Linked DNA regions of Ovis aries: region 2 is linked to region 1. A link is a contact called in public Hi-C data. All regions are on one chromosome and are shown on one strand. Each heading gives the region's core, a stretch centred on a gene start, on an enhancer-like site or on the middle of the called end of the contact. The rest is flanking DNA. Distances are from core to core; before and after follow the strand shown. Region 1 overlaps LOC114118389 (a long non-coding RNA gene). Region 2 has its middle 440 kb from the start of CADM1.

Region 1 (2,793 bases), core at 192-2,691:
ACAGATCTGCCTGGAGGCAGGGGGCTGGACAGGATGGCCTCTGGAATGTTTATCAAGGTGTCCCAGCAGTGGGTATTCAGCTGGCTTATCCATCTCATCTCAGAAGTGTGTAGGACCTGCTTGGGTCATTTATGTTCTCTGGGCTCACGCCTCCCTCCTCAGGGTGGGGGGCTGGGGGCACACGTGTGAGCTCTGGTCCACGCTGATCTTGCTCCTCCTCCTCCCCCGTTAGCAGCTGCGGTCCCGGAGCCCCCTCCACAGAATCTTTCCTGGGAAATGTATTAGGCAGCACAGCACTCTGCTCATAAAAATACAATAAACGGCCCGGCAAGCGGTCGGCAGAGTAATGAGTCTAACCCAGTGGCATTCTTGGAAGGGCCTCTTCAGAAGCAAAGCTGAGAAGACGTAAGAAAAATCTTGGGGGGTAATTAGGTTTCTGGAGTGGGGGGACTTCTTAAATCATGAGACGCAGAGAGGACCTGGTCTCTAAATCATACATCAGGCCAGACTGAGCCCTAGGGCCCCCTCCATGGCCCCCCACCCCTTCCTCAAATGGGGAGTAGCCCCTCTTTTCACGTTCATATATCACATCCAGCCCTCTGGAGACCCACATGAGAAAAAAACTTCTGGTCCTGGAGGGGCTTGGAGAGGCCGAGGTAGGAAGTGGTCTTACTGCCTGAGGTGGGGCCCTGCTGGCTGAATAACTGCTTTTTGTCTGGGTGGTGTATAGGTGGGACATGCATGGCAGTAGAAGAAGGATGGCGGGGATGACTGAACAAAAATGCCTTTCAGCCTCCTGATCCCTTGTCAGGGGCTGAAAGGAAAACTTCCAACCGACTTCCTTCCAATTCCCCAAGGCCTGGCTGGTACAGAGTGGAAACGGAGCAATGAGCTAGCTTACCTTCTTTTCTGGTGTGGTCCTCCGGCCCTGCCCACGAGCCCTTCCCTACTTCCTCTTAGAATGAGCGGGAAGTGAAGTCACCTCTGTTCTCTGGGCTCCTGGAGTCCCAGCTCCCCCACTACTCCTGCCCTTTGGGGGCTCTGTGGGGGGCCAGAACTGAAAGGCCTATTCCTACCAGCACCGCCTGCCTGCAAGCTGGGTCAGGCAGCAGGGAAGAAGTAAAAAGTGACTGGGGAATTCTGGGGCCTCTGTGGCACGCAGACCTTCAGGGCATTTAAGGAAAGTAGATTAAGAAATCTTTTTCCAGATAAGAGAGGCCTGTAAAGAGGCCAAAGAAAAGGAAAACCACCCCCACTTTGATCACGGGGGATTCTAATTACTCAGATATTGATTGGGATAATAAGTTTACCAAAACTCCAGAGAAGGAGAGGTATTCCTCCAGGTATTTTGCTTTTGCAGGATTTGCTGAGCTCTCCTGTGAAGTCAAAGTCAATTTGAAGGCCTGGCCCTGACCCTGAAGCCAGCAAAATGGGCGTTGGAGGCCTTTTCCTCCAGTAGAGGGCGCAGTGCGTGGTGCACCTCCCGAAGCACCGCCCTCCCTCCCAGGGCTCTTCCCTTTTTTGTTATTAGCATGATAGGGTATTAATAGGGCTGCTATTAATACCTCCCCCCCCCCGGGGGGAGTGGGTTAAGGCAAAACAGAGATAAGAACTGAAGCTGCCCCCTCCATCTAGACTCCAGAATCTTTTTCAGTAGTTTCCTACTTCTCTTCTTCAAACTTCTTTTAGATTTAACCCTGCGCTAAATGCCTGGCATGCGTTGCAGACCTACGCTTCAGCCACACTGGTCTTCCTCTCAATCCCACGTGTCCCCACCAGGCACACACAGTGTGGGATTATGAGCTCTGGCTTTGGAGTCAGAACGATCTGAATTCAAGTTCTGCTCGGCTACTTCTAGCCCTGTAATCCTGAGCATGTCCCTTTACCTTTTGGAGCCTCAGGATTATTGATGGAATGGAAATATTAGTAGCACCTGTCTCCGCAGAGCTGTTGGGAGAGTTAAGTGAGATAATATGAAACATTGGAGGAAGCAATTAATGAAAATAGAAGCCATTGCTATTGTTTTTATCCAGTTTCTCTCTGAGATTTTGCAGAAATGTTTGCTTCTGCAAGATTTTATCATGTCAGAGTCAAGGCTCTTCTCAATCTTACAGGCTCAGTTTACACCCCAGTTTTGCTTCACCCCAGTGCCACGCACCCTCCCCTTTTTGCTCCTGCCGCAGCTGCCTGTATCTCTTAGAGCTGCTATCATGCTCCCTTTGAGTTCTGATTTTGAACTGGAAGAAGGCAGGGATTATATCTTTTTTATCTTTTTATCTTCGTTAATACCAGAGTTTAATACTCTACATACCTTATATATAGTAGGTCTGCAATACATTTTTTCTATCTTTTAAAACAATAGATACCATTTAGTGAGCAATTACTATGTGCCTCTTCCTTTTCCTTCTCCCATTTAAGCTTCACACCAACCCTATGTAATGTGATTGCGTTTTTTAACAGATGTGGAAAGTGATGATCTGGAGAGATTAAATTATTGGCTGGTCACAGGGCTGATAAGTGGCTGAGCATTGCTGTAGCTCAGAACTGTTTCCAAAGCCCTCCTTTATATCTAGGCTAGGCTAAACCTGTGGCTTCCCAGGTGGTGCAATGGTAAAGAATCTGCCTGCCAGTACAGGAGATGTACGAGATGTGAGTTCGATCCCAGGGTCGGGAGGATCCCCTGGAGTAGGAAATGGCACCCCACTCCAGTACTCTTGCCTGGAAAATCCCATGGACAGAGGAGCCTGGTGGGCTGCAGTCCATGGGGTCATGGGGTCACACAGAGTCGGACAC
Region 2 (2,793 bases), core at 105-2,604, 210 kb after region 1:
GAGGCTTAAAAGTTCAGCCCACAGTGACCTCTCCAAGTCACTGGTTGTGGGCTGGGGCTTCCTGAGCCACTGGTGCTGCACTGAGATGCTTTAAAGCCTTATTAAGAATGTTCGGATATCCATGAAGCCCTACTGTTCTCAGGTTCACCAGGAAATTTGGGTAGGAATGTGATTGAAGGGGGCTTCTCCAGTGGCTCAGTGGTAAAGAATCCACCTGAGATGCAAGTTTGATCCCTGGGTTGGAAAGATCCCTTGGAGCAGGGCATGGCAACCCACTCCAGTATTCTTGCCTAGAGAATTCCATGGACAGAGGAGCCTGACTGGATACAGTCCATGGGGTCACAAAGAGTTGGATGTGACTGAGCACGCATGCACAGGGTTGATGGGAAATCATTGTTTATAAAATCAGGAGTACTGAGCACCTGCTCGTGCTTTGCTTGGATGGGACATTGGTCTGGCTGTGTTGTGGGAACGTGGGATATCGTGTACATTTGTAGCAGGGACGCTGTCCTCGGGCATGAACAGATATACCTATGAGACTTCCTCAACCCCCTAAAAAATGTTAAGCCCAATTGGTTAATTGTCTAGGAAACAAAAGTCTGGGCAGTGCTTGTCCCTTCACTTTCTGGTTTCCACATGGAGGGACCTCCCTGGAGTGACACCCCCGGCCCCTTGCTGTCCCCTTCCTCACCCAGCAGAGTGATTCGTCACTTGCAGCTTTATGCGTGACCTACTCTCTTCCCTCTCCTCTTCCCTTTTGGGATAGGTTTGTCTACAGAGGACACAGACTCTGATGTCAGCATTGAGGTGAGATTCATGGGGCAGGCTCCGATCTAGCCAGGCAATCTTAACGTTTGAGGGGATCAGATCAGTTCAGGGGTGCGGTGGCAAGTCATCTTGGCCAGACCTGAGCCATGCCATCTCATTTAACAGGATCAGAAATAAATGTGAGGTTTGGATCCCCATTTCTCTGGCTCTTAGTCTATCCTTGGCTCTGGATCGAGAGAGGGAGAAAGTGCGGTTGCCCCCCTCACACCTGCCAAATAACCCTTTGGACCAAGAGCTCAAGTGATTTCTCATCTGTGAACTCACCGTTTTCTTTGGGAATGAATCGTGCGTTTTCAATTTTCCACTTCAAAAACACACACTTCAGCAGAAATCACTTTATAGCAAATGAAAGAAGGAATTTCCTGGGCGTGTGAGGAGGGAGGGGTTTGACCCTTAGCCCAGGGCAGAGGGTATGACTTAGGGGCAGGTATCTTTCCCAACTGTGAAGTCACCCTGAGGTCTTTTTGATATTATTGCCCTTACAGCCAATAAGGCAGTGGTTTGCAAAATGCTGACAAGCAGTGCTCTGACTGGCAGAATTGCATCCCGCTGTCCAACCCAGTGTGGTTAGGGAGCATCTGACTCACAAGGGAGGTAGGGGGATTGGGTGGGTTTTATTGTGGGATAAGAGGATCACCATCTAAGAGGGTCTGCTCTTTAGAGTCTCAGAGAGGAGCACAGCTAGTAAGGTGGTATTTGCTCTGGCTGGACCCACCGAGATCCCTCCTTACTAAATGCCTCCCTGCGAGCTCTGTCTTCCTCCTCCTCCTCACCTGAGCGTCTCTACTGCTTTTACCTCGTCGCTGTTGTTGCTGAGCACTTCACAAAATGCTGGGCTCTGTGCTTAGCCCTGTTCATGCCCCTTCTGCTCACAACCACCCCAGGAGATGCTTGAAACCATTATTAACCCCAATTTCTGATGGGTAAACAGAGGCTGGAGGAAGTTAAGCCAATGAACAGGGGAGCTGGAATTCCAACTCAGACCAGTGCCACTCTGGAGTCTGTGTCCTTTGTAGAAGACCATCTGATGACTTCTTGGATGCTGCCAGTGACAGGGTGCTCACTACCTATAAGGTTCCCATCGAGCTGTCAGACAGAGCCCACATCTCCCTCCTAGGGTCTTTGACCTTCTCCTGTGGTCACCCAGGATGCGTTTTGAATGCTAGAACTGCATCTCTGATTGGGGCCAGGCCTGATTAAAGCTCTGTAGTCAAGCTGGAATGTGGGCTGTTGAGATGGGAAAGGCTGACCCATGGAGACAGCATTTCACTGCGGGCAGCGAGGCTTGAAATGGGTGTGCTGCGTACAGTTTGGCCTTGCCCTCCTAGGGGGTGGAGTGGACCCCGAGGGACCACCTAGGCAGCCCAGTGCATGCCTGTTCTCTCTCTGGCCTTGGTGGGGCCTGCGACATACATGCTGAGGTCGTGCTTCCTGCTCAGGGAGGCCCGCCGCCCCCGCCTGCTGTGTGCAGTGTCTTCCATCTGCCTCTGCAAACCTGCCTGGTGTTCTGGCTGGCCATGCTGATCACATTCCGAAAGCTTGTGTTTACCCACCTCTCCACTGAACAAATTTACAAGGTAAACATTTTGGGACATCTCAGAGATTAAAAAAAAAAACCACAACACAAAACCAACACAACTGTGTTGTCCTCCCTAACCCCTTGTTTGTAACTAATAAATCATAGGATGGAATTAAGATTCCAGCTCTCGGCACTGGATCAATTTTGAAATGTGTCTCCACTCATTCTTGTCCTTAGTCTTCTCCTTAACTCTTACTAGAAGCCTCGCTATCCTGAGTTGTGAAGGCACACAGAACACGGGATGGTGGGTCACCGAGACCTGGCTTGAGATTCCAGCTCAGCCTGCAGAAAGCTGTGATGATGGGCAGGTTACTTAACCTGTCTGAGCTTGTTTTCCCAGGGGAAACTGATAGCCAGTTTGCACTGTTGTGATGAGCTTTAGGCAA

What was found. Hi-C and Micro-C count contacts between places; a contact is called where the count stands out from the background.
Region 2: a contact with region 1 is called in a Hi-C map of liver, with 2.2 times the contacts expected there. The contact joins two enhancer-like sites. A contact is called at or near these places in 2 of 16 Hi-C or Micro-C datasets (liver and tail adipose tissue).

Annotation. Positions count from the first base shown.
Region 1 is chr15:26,025,245-26,028,037 of ARS-UI_Ramb_v3.0, forward strand. The region is part of intron 1 of LOC114118389 (a long non-coding RNA gene); the gene reads left to right. Among named protein-coding and RNA genes, the nearest start is that of CADM1, 230 kb to the left of the region's middle. Within about 2 kb of position 1,442, at least 1 of the 54 cell types and tissues checked has an H3K27ac peak or open chromatin away from gene starts, as enhancers often do. A contact at or near this core is called in liver, where this site is marked.
Region 2 is chr15:26,233,302-26,236,094 of ARS-UI_Ramb_v3.0, forward strand. No RefSeq gene overlaps it. Among named protein-coding and RNA genes, the nearest start is that of CADM1, 440 kb to the left of the region's middle. Within about 2 kb of position 1,355, at least 1 of the 54 cell types and tissues checked has an H3K27ac peak or open chromatin away from gene starts, as enhancers often do. A contact at or near this core is called in liver, where this site is marked.